Linked DNA regions of Mus musculus: all the other regions are linked to region 3. A link is a contact called in public ChIA-PET and Micro-C data. All regions are on one chromosome and are shown on one strand. The core of a region is the stretch at or near the end of the contact, and the rest is flanking DNA. Distances in the headings are between cores, read along the strand shown.

Evidence for each region. A called contact is a pair of places that touch in the nucleus more often than the background predicts. ChIA-PET counts read pairs in DNA pulled down with a chosen protein or histone mark.
Region 1: a contact with region 3 is called in an RNA polymerase II ChIA-PET map of memory CD8 T cells, with 132 read pairs. The contact joins the enhancer-like site here to the promoter of Usp3 in region 3. A contact is called at or near these places in 7 of 39 promoter capture datasets (the C10 cell line, the HPC-7 cell line, erythroid cells and 3 more), 3 of 484 Hi-C or Micro-C datasets (Th1 cells, muscle stem cells and pre-B cells), 2 of 115 datasets of contacts at active chromatin or transcription factors (effector CD8 T cells and memory CD8 T cells) and 1 of 9 other capture datasets (liver).
Region 2: a Micro-C map of embryonic stem cells shows a contact between it and region 3, with 4 times the contacts expected there. The contact joins the promoter of Dapk2 here to the promoter of Usp3 in region 3. A contact is called at or near these places in 16 of 39 promoter capture datasets (the 3T3-L1 cell line, 3T3-L1-derived adipocytes, the C10 cell line and 11 more), 2 of 15 datasets of contacts at CTCF or cohesin (CD8 T cells and pro-B cells), 5 of 484 Hi-C or Micro-C datasets (B cells, the G1E-ER4 cell line, cardiomyocytes and 1 more) and 3 of 115 datasets of contacts at active chromatin or transcription factors (astrocytes, embryonic stem cells and trophoblast stem cells).

The regions. Positions count from the first base shown.
Region 1 is chr9:66,279,063-66,283,003 of GRCm38.p6, forward strand. No RefSeq gene overlaps it. Among named protein-coding and RNA genes, the nearest start is that of Gm39364, 20 kb to the right of the region's middle. Within about 2 kb of position 2,524, at least 72 of the 459 cell types and tissues checked have an H3K27ac peak or open chromatin away from gene starts, as enhancers often do. A contact at or near this core is called in Th1 cells, effector CD8 T cells and memory CD8 T cells, where this site is marked.
Region 2 is chr9:66,156,824-66,160,504 of GRCm38.p6, forward strand. It overlaps Dapk2 (death-associated protein kinase 2), which reads left to right and starts at 1,403. Exons shown (of 12, transcript NM_010019.3): 1 at 1,403-1,517.
Region 3 is chr9:66,591,778-66,595,199 of GRCm38.p6, forward strand. Usp3 (ubiquitin specific peptidase 3) reads right to left here and starts at 1,338. Exons shown (of 15, transcript NM_144937.4): 1 at 1,007-1,338. The coding sequence starts at 1,097.

The sequences.
Region 1 (3,941 bases), core at 1,274-3,773, 310 kb before region 3:
TCCCTGGCCCCCAGGATCAGGCTTGCTGACTGTTGATGTAACCTCACAGAAGAAGACCTTCCCTGATACCATCCACACCTCCCAGCTGGCTGTATGCAATTCTACCTTAATTGCATGAGGCATGAAGTTCCCGATGGTATATAAGCTGAGGAAGACTGAAAGACGTCCCGTCGAGGTGACTCTGGAAAGTCATCACCTAAGCTTGGCAAAGACTTGGCAGTGTCCCTGCTTCAAGATCAGCCACTATTCTGCCAGTAAGCCTCAGCTGTGCTCTGTGAGAAAGCCCAATAAACTCATTTGTTCACCAGAGTGAATGTGGTTGGAACTGTGCCGTGATTGCCTTTGGGGACTTATGAAGTGGGAAGAGATGTTTATATTCCTCAGAGAAGAACTGTTCTCAACAGTGGCAAATCTAGGGATGTCCAGTACAGGACTGGACTTCTGGTCACCTTACCCCATGGCATGCTGTTTAGAAAGAAGCATTTGTTAGGGTGTTTGTGGAGGACCAAGTGAAGGATGGAGTTCTTGGAGAGTCCCAAGTTGATTCTCAAGCATTTTAGTGGCATCTGAAGTTGCCTGTCTCTCTTTTCACCCATTTCTGGTGCCTGTTGAGCTTAGCAGATGCTCCTTCTGCAGCCCTTCCCATGGCCTGGTTATGCAGATTGGCAGGAAAGAAGAAAGGCCCAGACAAGGGCATAAAGACAGCACTCCCTGGCTGTGCTGCTGGCCAGGTGCCTAGGTCACCTGAAATACAATAAGGCTCATGGCTCTCAGACCTTGCTGATGCTGCTGGAAGCTGAAAATACCCAGGGCACTGGCCTGATGCCTGGGTGGCTCCTCTGGGCCAGGAGTAGCTATGATGTCTCCACAGGGTTCTTGGTACTTCAGCCCAGGCCTCTGTGGGGGAAGGGCAGGGCCACACCTCTCACCTTTCCAACAGGTTGAGTATTTTAAACAGACCAGGCTTTTTTGTCCTTTATCCTAATACTTGTCCAGGGGGAGGCAAAACTACTTTACAATGTTTACTCAACTGAGAGCATCAGGCAGAAAGATACTTCGAGAGTTGAAGTTGCCAAGTTGACAGGATCCAGAATCCCCTCCAGACAAATATCTGGGCGTGTCAGTGAGGGAGATTCTAGTTTAGGTTAACTAAGCTGGAGAATCCCACTGCAGCTGTGGATGCTATTCATGGGGCTAGGGTTCTGGACTACATAACAAACAGAGATCTAGTTGAACCCCAGCATCTGTCTGCCTCTGCTTCCACACAGCAGACACAGTGTGGCCAGCCACTTCACACTCCTGCTTGTATGCCTTTGCCACGATGCACTGTATCCCAACTGTAAGTCAAAATAGACCTTCTTCTATTTCTTCTCCTTCCTTTTTCTTTTTTTTCTTTTGAGACAGGGTCTCACTAGGTAGCCCTGGCAGGCAGGTCTGGAATTAATTCACAATATAGACCAAGCTGCTCCCAGACTCACAGAGGTGTGAGCCACCATGCCTCCTAGCTTTAAGTTGCTTCTGACCAGGTGTTAGGTCTCAGCAATGAGAAAAGTAATTTGCATATGTCTTTACAGGAAGTGAGCACAGACATTCTGAAACCACAGCAAAGCCTTTCTTGGTCTGCATGCACATCCCTAGATCGAGGGGGGTGGGGGGACCAGGATAAATTGTGATTGTCTATACCTAAGGCTTAGTGCCTTAGAGCCTAGGGCACAATTGGTTTTCCCCCAAACTGCTAGGAGGCAGCTGAGGTCTCTACTGAGAGAAGGGCACTGATGGAGGGGTGTAGTGCCTCTCTCCATGCCCACTGCTGGGTGATGGTAGGCAATGTCTCTTACCCCCTCCTCACTGGACACTGGCCCAGGAGGTGGGCTTTCCTGCTCCTCCAAAGCCTGTAGGTACTTACCTCTTTTCCCTAGAAAGTGTCTCCCAGCAGGATGTGCTGGCATGTGTCTTTAATGTCAGTACTTAGGAGGCAGAGGCAGGTGGATCTCTGTGAGTTCAAGATCAGCCTGGTCTAGATAGTATGTTCTGGCAAGGGCTACATAGACCGGTTTCAAGGGGGAAAAAAAAAAGAAAAAAGAAAATATGAAAATGTCTTCTAGCCTAGGTCCACGGTACTGATCTGAAAACCCTGGCCTGAGAGTCAGGTTAGGTCTCAGAGTTTGAATGACATTTCTGACATCTTCTTAGCTGGGTGATTATTTATTTATTTATTTACCAAGGTATTGGGCCTCAGCTTTCCCATTTGTAAAACGGGGGCATGCCAATATCTTCCCCGCAGGGCTCCTATGACTATTCGGTTGGATTAGCTAAAGCATGGCGGCACTTAGTGTACTGCACTCAGAAAGTGGCTTCTGTCCTAACAACTGTGCTTTATGGACTAGCGTAAAACATAAATTCATCAGTGAGTAGGCTGGATGGAGCAAATGGAAGAAGGAGATGGAGTTCCCATGGTGTTGTTTGCTGCCTCTGCCAACCACTCTGGTGACATGTGATATGTGATGAGCAAGGCCCTTGACGTGACATGCCTCTTGTTTCTCGTCCTTTGGTTTTCCCCAGTGCATGCTGGGGGCCGGCCCACATCCTGAACATTCTGTGAAGCTCGGTTGGTTAAGAAACCTCACTGCCCAGCTGCAAAGCACCTTCGCTTTCCGCCTGTCTGGCCCCTTCAGCTGCCTACGGCCAAATGCAAAGGAGCCTTGCTAGAGAGCAGCAGCAGCTGCTGCCTTCTTGCCGGTCTGCCTGTGCCTCTCCACTCCCCCCGCCCCCACCCTGTGGTTTGCATTCTAGAAGCATCTGCCTCACACCAGGTCTTTATTGCCTTCTGTTCTCACAGCCATCTTGAGAAAGCTTAGGAAACTAAGGCTTCCAGGGGGGTTGGCATTTGTTTTGTTTGCATTCAGAGACAAGGGCTCACTATGTAGCCCAGGCTGGCCTTGAACTTGCAACCCTCCTGCCTCAGCCTCCCCTGAGCTGGGAACCCAGGTGTATACCATGCCCAAATATTTCTGTCTTTTTGCTTTCTAGATGTCATATATGAGCAGCTTCTGTCATGATGTCTCACCACAGACCCCCAAGGCAGCAGAGGCAAGCAGCCATGGACCTAAACCTCCCAGACTGTGAGCCCAAATAATCCTTTCTTCTTTTTCTGTTGATTATCATAGGCCTTCTGTCACAGCAGTGGAAAGTTGGTAGTCTGAGGTCTTTCGTAGGCCCCAGCACTGCATAAACCATACACGCTGGTGCATGCCTGCAATCCTAGCACTCTGGAGCCAGAAACAAGAGGACCAGGAATTCAAGGTTATCTTTTGCTGCATAGTGAGTTGTGAATTTAGGCTAGCCTGAGCTATATTACTGTTTTAAAACAAAAGCAAACAGGTGACTGGAGAGATGGCTCAGCAGTTAAGAGCACTGACTACTCTTCCAAAGGTCCTGAGTTCAATTTCCAGCAACCACATGGTGGCTTATAGCCATCTGTAATGGGATTTGGTGCCTTCTTTTGGTGTCTGAAGACAGCCACAGTGTACCCATAGAAATAAAATAAATACACCTTAAAAAAAAAAACCCACTGTTCTCATTTTTAAAAAGTGAAAAAAAAAAAACAACAGAAATCAAACTAACACATCTGCATCTCCCCCCACCTCAACCCCCCAATGTGTATTGCTGTTTTGTCTGCACATAAGTGTGCACCATGTGCATGCAGTTTCCACAGAAGCCAGAAGAGGGCATCAGACCACCTGGACTTACAGACAGTAGTGAGAGCTACAAGGATTGAACCCTTGTCCTCTGGAAAAACAGTCAGCTCTGTTAACCACTGAGCCATCTTTCTAACCCAGGTTCTGCATCCTTGAAAAGATTTACAATGGAAGATGCTACTCTGATGGTAGGGATGAGGGACTAGTAGGCGCATAGTCATCCCTTTTTAAGGGCAGATGGCC
Region 2 (3,681 bases), core at 153-2,652, 430 kb before region 3:
GTTCAAGACACAATGAGAGAGTTGGGCGGTACTCAGTGGCATTTTCAGGGTTCCTGGTGTTGAAAAGGCTGAGGGGTAGTGTGCTCCTTGGGCACATTTCACATGTCACCCTCCGCCAGTGCTACTCAGGACTTCACTGGAAGCTACCAGAAGGGTTGTTGTTCCCACTTTCTGGTGGCTGACCACACATGGATGATAGGGCAGGACTTTGGACTACACCCATGACTCAGAATCTTACATCCTTAGCTCTAGGGAGGATCCCTAAGGGGGGATCTGTGCTACTTTTCTTGTTGCTGTGAGAAAGTACTCAAGGGGTGGGGGAGGCAACTCAAGAACGGGCTCACAGTTAGAAGGTATAGGGTATAGTCCATCATGGCAGCAGGAGCGTGGCGCAGCTGGGTACATTGTGCCCAGCCTCAGGAAGGGGGGGGAGGGGAAGGGGAGGGGGAGGGAGAGAGAAATATGAGGTGAATCCTGGTTCTCTGTTCACAGAGAGCCCTCTAAACTGCACAGATCTGAAAGGTCACACGCAAAGGTCTGGGATCTTCCCGGAGGCTGTCCCAGATATTGCAGCAATGGTCAGAGAAGAGCAGCCCTCACTAGCCAGTTTCTCCTCACCGATTTTTTTTTTTTAATTCCTGGACCCCAGCCCGTGGACCATTGCTGTGCACATCTAGGGCTGGTCTCACTAAAGCTCTGGAAACACAATCTAGAAATTCCTATAGGCATACCCAGAGGTTTATCTCCTGATTGTAAATCCAGTCACATTGACAGTGTTAGCTGTCACAGTGACTTAGGGCTGGAGGCTCTAGGTGGCCATCCTTAAAATGTCTCTGGTCTTGAATGGAGACCATTGAACTTCAGTTTTGTTTCCAGCCACCAACGCTACCACTGATATTTTCTCCTTCTGATAATTTGCAAAAGGAAGGGAGAATCAACTCCCAAGTCCTTCATTAAGACAGGCTTAATGGTGATACACGGACTACACTCAAGAATGGTGCCAGGGTTGGCGTGGTAATAGGCAAATATGGGCAGTCTTCAAGCTGGGCCGGGAATGAGTGGGGCACATGAGAGCTTCCTACCCTTGTGTGGAGCGAGGTCCCCAGAGAATCTGATCAGTCAGGGTGTGCGTGGGTGGGGACGAAGGGCAGAGAAATTCTGTTTTCTGGCAATTGTGCTGGGTTGTGAAGTGCGTTGATCATTAGCTTACTCAAGTTGATTCGTTCCAGGTGGCACAGCATGTGAGAGACAGGGCGGGAAGGGACGAGCATCCAAGTCCTCACCTCGGGGCGGTCCCGCGGGGGTTCCAGCAGGGGGCGCCCCGAGCTCCGGGCCGAGTGTCCGGGCGCGCCTCCAGCCGGCGCCTGGGACCGGGCTGGCCGCTCCGCCCCCTCTGCTCCTCGGCGGCTCTGCGGGCGGACGCCGGGCGCAGGGAGCAGAGCAGAGCGGAGCGCCGCGCACCCCGCCGCGCCCCGGTGCACGTCCAGCTCTCCGCACATGCAGCGCAGCCTTTCGCCGTGAGTAGCGCCCGGGCCGCGGGATTCGACGGCAGCAGTGGCTGGGGTGGTCGGGCATTGCCTGTCTAGGATATAGCCGTTCTGTGGTTTGTGCGCTGGGACGGCACCCGGAGGCCAGTCTGCAGGCTACTACTACCTCGGGGTGCCTCCTAAGCTTGACACTCTGGTCCCAGAGACGGGATGGGGATTGACGGACAGAGGCCTGACATCTGGGCAGGAGAATGGAAACAACCATGCATCAAGTTTGGCCCCCTCAAAAGTCCCCAATAGGAGAGAAACAAGCCCAGCCTCTGTGGGCTCACACCTCCTCCTCCCCGCCTCAGCCCGGGAGGTTGCTTCCTGTGAAATGAACCTCCAGTGTGGCCTAACAGCTGCGGGCAGGTGGAGGGACACTCCCTGGTTCCCTGTCATCTAAAGGTAGCTGGGGGCAGCTCTTTTGGTTTCTGACACTAGTTCCCAACTAACTGGCTTGGCATCCTAGGGGAATTTTGTTGACTAAAAGTGGCTGGTACCTTGACTGCTTCAGAGTTGGGTTCAAAGCCCTCCCTGTCTCCACCTGCCCGCCGGTTAAGTTTTTGGCATCTAAAGTCATGGTATTGATAGACCAGTAGCTGTCTTTGGAGGCTTGACTGAAGTGTCAGGAATGGGTGGGTATCTGTTGCCCCGGGACAACAAACTACCTGCTGGAGGGAATAAACCAGCCAACCCTGACAGCTTCTCTAGAGCCTTCTATTCTGTTAGATGTGGGGGGCAAACAGTCCGGCTGCCCAAAGAAGCTGAACCTTTTATTAAAAGACTGAGTTTTTCTCATGTCAACTCAGGGAGGTGGCTGACCTTCTGAGCCCCAACATCCTTATCAGGGATCATCCAAAGGGGTTCTGTGATGCTAGAGTCTCCTCCCTTCTGCTGGCACTGCTGGCAGTTTCCCCAGACCTGAGTCTGAGGATTCTTCATGTGTGTGTGTATGTGCGCACGTGTTCCAAACCACTGCCTGTCCCTGCCAAACTTGGGCACCTTCTCCTTGGAACTGTTCTCCCAGAAGCCACTGGCTTTCCAGTCCTGAGCCATCCATGGAGGAGTTGTGTGGGTATCAAGAGAAGCCCTGGGAAGTTTGATGGCCTAGCTGTGCCATGGTGGAAAGGTCCCTTTCCCTCTCTGGACCTCAGATTTCTCCTTTTGTCTAACAAGTGACTTAGACCCGATCCCAGTGGGTTCAGACTTTTGTTTCAATGTTAAGTTTTTACCCCAAACCCCAGTCCACAGCAAGGATACCGTGGGATGGGAGTGCTCTGTATCACTTCCTCAGCCTGCTGACTTCTGAGGAAGAGAGTAAACTGGAAAGGTAACTGGGAGGTCCCTTTCTGTGGGGTCCCAGGAGGTCTATGTTACCTCCTAGAGTGTTGCTTGCCATTAAGGCCATGGGTAGGAAGGAGAATTCCCAGGGCCCCCTTGGGAGGATTGTTCACATCCAGATGGGTGTCATCTTTGCAAGGTAGCCTGAGTCTCGGGTCAAAAGGCATAGTCATGTGCCTTGCCTCTGATATGTGGTTTTCAGCTTCTCAAAATTGGTGGTTATAACTCTACCTTCGAGTTACTGCACTTGACTCTGAGAATTTATCAATTGAAATGAGAATTGCTCTTGTGGAGGTGTGATGGGAGGGTGATGAGCTGCCACGGGTGTTTCATTTCGTATGGAGTATCTGAGCTGTAGCCATGAGCAAGAAGCCTGGGCCCTAACTGGAAATTACCATCTTATATTACCTTATAGTACCTGCTTATGTTAGCTACTCCCTAGGGGACAGAGGTGAGAATATTACACCCTTTGCCTTAGTGAGGCTCCAAAAGCATTTCACATATGTCATCTTACTTATAAGAAAGATCTTTCTTAGGGTGTTGGAGAGATGACCCAGTGGTTAAGAGCACTGGCTGCTCTTCCAGAGGACCTGGGTTCAGTGTTCAGCACCAACATGGTGGCTCATGATCATCTGTAACTTCAGTTCAGAGGATCTGATGCCCTCTTCTGGCCTCTTTGGGCACCGCAGACATGTGGTGCATAGACAAACATGCAGGCAAAACAACCATACACCTACAGAGAAATAATTCTACAAAAACAGTCTAAAAAAGAAAGTAGATATTAGTTTACTCCATGCCTCTCACCCCAGGA
Region 3 (3,422 bases), core at 88-2,587:
TCGTCCCACCGTCTTTTCAGCCTTGCAGATGAACTTGATTTCTGATGCACACGATTCACATTTTACACTACAGCCCAAGCTGCCAGTGATAATCTTAAAGCTCATAAACAAAGACCAGCGTCGGCACCAGGGCCCTACCAGGAAGTAATCAAAGCCGGGTGGCCCGTCCGACCTTAAGTCCCGGCAGACAATGAGAGGGCACCGGGGCTTCCAAGGAAGCAGAAGGAGTTAACGCTTAAGCAACTCGAAGGCATAACATAAACCTACGAAGTGTCTTACACGCACTCGGGAATTCCCAACGAAATCCCTGCCAACCCGAAAAACTGCCTCGGAACAATCTTCGAAAGGCAAAACAAAAAAAAACAAAAAAACCCAAAACACCCAACCTCGAGCCGCCCCTCCAAAGCAGCTGTTGGCTGCCTTCTCCGGAGCTTTCGGAGCCCGCAGCCTGTTTTCAAACTTCACCCTCACAGGCTGAAGAGAGACTCCGAGGTGAGCAGCCCCCAGCGCAGTCCGCTCAGGGGCTGCGGGGGAGGCAGGAGCCTGTGGGAACCCGAGGAAACGCAACCCAAAGGGGCTCGCGCGCCGGCAGTCCAGACAAAGCTGCGCCCGCAGAGCGGCGCTTTGCCTGTCCGGCCCACGGGGGACCGCGAGCCCGACCCCGCCACACGTGCGGCCGCGCGCGGAGCCGGCCCTTAGGTTCGCGGAGCCTTGGGGTGCGAGCCGCCGCGTCATCCCGCCGCTGCGCGCTCGCCTCAGGCCCCCGCGGGCCTCTCCTCAGCCGGCCCGGCCGTCGGGCCGCGCGAAACAAAGGAGCCGCCACCGCGCCCGCCGCGCCGCGCCGCGTCCCCTCGCCCCGCGCGCCGGGCCCGCTTGCTCCCCTCAGCCTCCCCCCCCCCCCAACGAGGCCGCGCGCTGCCCCGCACCCGCGGCCCTTCGACGGCAAGGCCCGGGCCAGAGCCGGGACCTCGGGTGCGCGGCCGGCCAGCCCCAGAGCCGCACTCACCGCTGCAGCACCAGGACGACGGGGAGCCGTTGGGGAACTTGGCTGAGTCCGGGGCGATGCAGACGCTGGAGCTGAGGTGCGGACACTCCATGGCCACGAGGACGGCGGCGGGGACAGCCGAGGCTCTGGGGCGGAGGGACTTCAGAGGCTCCGTCTGGGGTCGCTTCTGACCCGGCACTGGGCAGACGGCGGCTTCTGGGTCCCGAGCCTTTGCGTCAAAGAAAGCAAGGGCTTCCGGGCGCCGGGTTTTGCCATCCGCCGTCTCCCGGCGCCCCGCTCCGGAGAACGTGAAAATCCGGACTCCTGGTTCTGCCGCCGCCCAGGGACAGTAGGCTTCCGCCTTCTCCGGCGGCCCCGCCCACCCTGCTGGTTACGCCCCCAGGCCAGCCCGGGCCCCGCCCCCACACTAGTCAGTGGGCGGGGCATTGGTGCTCACCCAGTGCTAGCAGCTAGTGTAAAGTCCTACGGGGATGTGAAGTGACTTTCCGAAATCTGCCCCCGGCCGCTGCAGCCGATTCTTGGGAACCCGACAAGTGTGGGTACTCATCCGGGGCAGAGCGGTCGGGACCGCTGCTTCTACTGCAGTGAGTTGGCTACAACAGCGAGGTAGAATATGTGACCACACCGCAAAGAGTACGGAAAATGAAAACCACTCACACCGACGTGCATTGAAGCCCCATTTTACACAGGAAGAAACAGACTTTTGGGGCGTGGCCCTCGATGGCCCAGCCGGCTGCAAAGAGCCCAGAACAGTCCTGACTTTCGTGTTCTCCCGGTAGCAGGCGGGGTCCGGAACTGTTCTGAGTTCTGAACTCTGGCCTGAGTGTGTCACCGGGATACTGCACGGCTGGGCCCACCGGAACGCCTGTGTTCGGGGTCCACGCCATGCCGTTATGACTCACTGATATCTCCTGCCCATTGTGGGTATTTTCATACCTATACCTCTTGAAGTTGAACGAAATAATCCAGTTTGCTGTACAAGGTCGCGGGTGCTAGGTAATAAAAAGAGGCAGTGTAACATTTGTTAGAAGCCCACCTGGCTCCCAGCCAGGCACTTTGCATACCACACCTCATTTAATCCTCAAAACACCCTCTCAAGCTGCTGCTACGGTCCCCTTTTTAACAAAAAGTGAAACCAAGAGTATAATTTGCTTTAGGAAGATTGGACCCCCGCACCCCCCCCCCCCCCGCTTCAAATCTCTCTCTAGAAAGAAGTGAAGAAGACAGGAGGAGCGTCTAGAGGTAGAGAGCCTGCCACCTCACATTCTCTGCCTTGAGGATATCTGGGGCTCCCACAAATCTAGCCTCCAAAGTTGGGCTTTCTTTCTTTGTTTGGTTGGTGGTGTTTAACCTGGTAAAGGGGCTTCTTTCCTTCATCCCCTGACAAGCAAGTGGAGAGGGAAGAACAATGTGCCAATCCATGGGGCAGGAAAGGAAAGGTCAGGAAATGATTAACTGGCTGGGCCGGATAGTGGTTAGTTAGCACTGGGCACCTCCCTGAAGTGCACGCCTCTAGCACCCCTTAAGCCACTTCCGTACACCCCACTACTGCACCCTGTAGCCTTCTGCCTGATAGTGTCCACCCACCTAGGACATCTCTGCCCAGGGTGGTATTTCAGATTCCTCAGTCCAAGCAACTCTACCACTTCCCCAAGTTGTATATGATTGCTGTCAAAACAAGGCTTGGACGGGTTTTGATGGTGAGAAATTGTGGAAAGTTGTTCAGATCAGCTCTGGCAGGTACTTCATGGCAAACCTTAGCTAGTCCTCTCGACTCTTTTTCCTCGCCTATCCACTGGCAAAACAGTACTTATCTGTGTGAATTCCTAACCTGTAGTAATTAACAGATAAGGTTTGTTTTTCTTATTAAAAAAAAAAAAAAGGAGATGACTGCTTCCTTGGGACGAGAGAGGAGAATAAACAGTATCTGAACCCTATTCAGTCTCTTCCATCTATTTGTTTCACAAGTCTTTCTCAAGCAACCTTCTCAGAGTCCTCTGGGCACTGACCCTCATTCAGTGAACCCACAGCCCCTCATTCAGTGTGGAGCCTGACCCACGCTGTCTTTCCTACTAGTATGTAGTTCTTTTCAACCTCTGAGAAACGTTTTTCAAATCCCCTAGACCTCACATAACATCACTTCCTACCTCCTACCAGAGGCCTTTCCTGACTCTTCTCCAGCCCCAGGTTACCTCCCAGGGTGTTGTGAGAGCTGTGCTGACTACCCCTACAGGACCTTTCAAAAACACTCTTCTTGTCTTCTTGTATGTATGTAATTATTTGTTTAATGTCTGTTTTCCTCTTGGAGAGCCATAAGGTAGCAAACAAGTCTGCCTGGTTTCCTGCCTTTTTTTTTTTTTTTTTTTTTTTGGTTTTTCAAGACAGGGTTTCTCTGTGTAGCCCTGGCTGTCCTGGA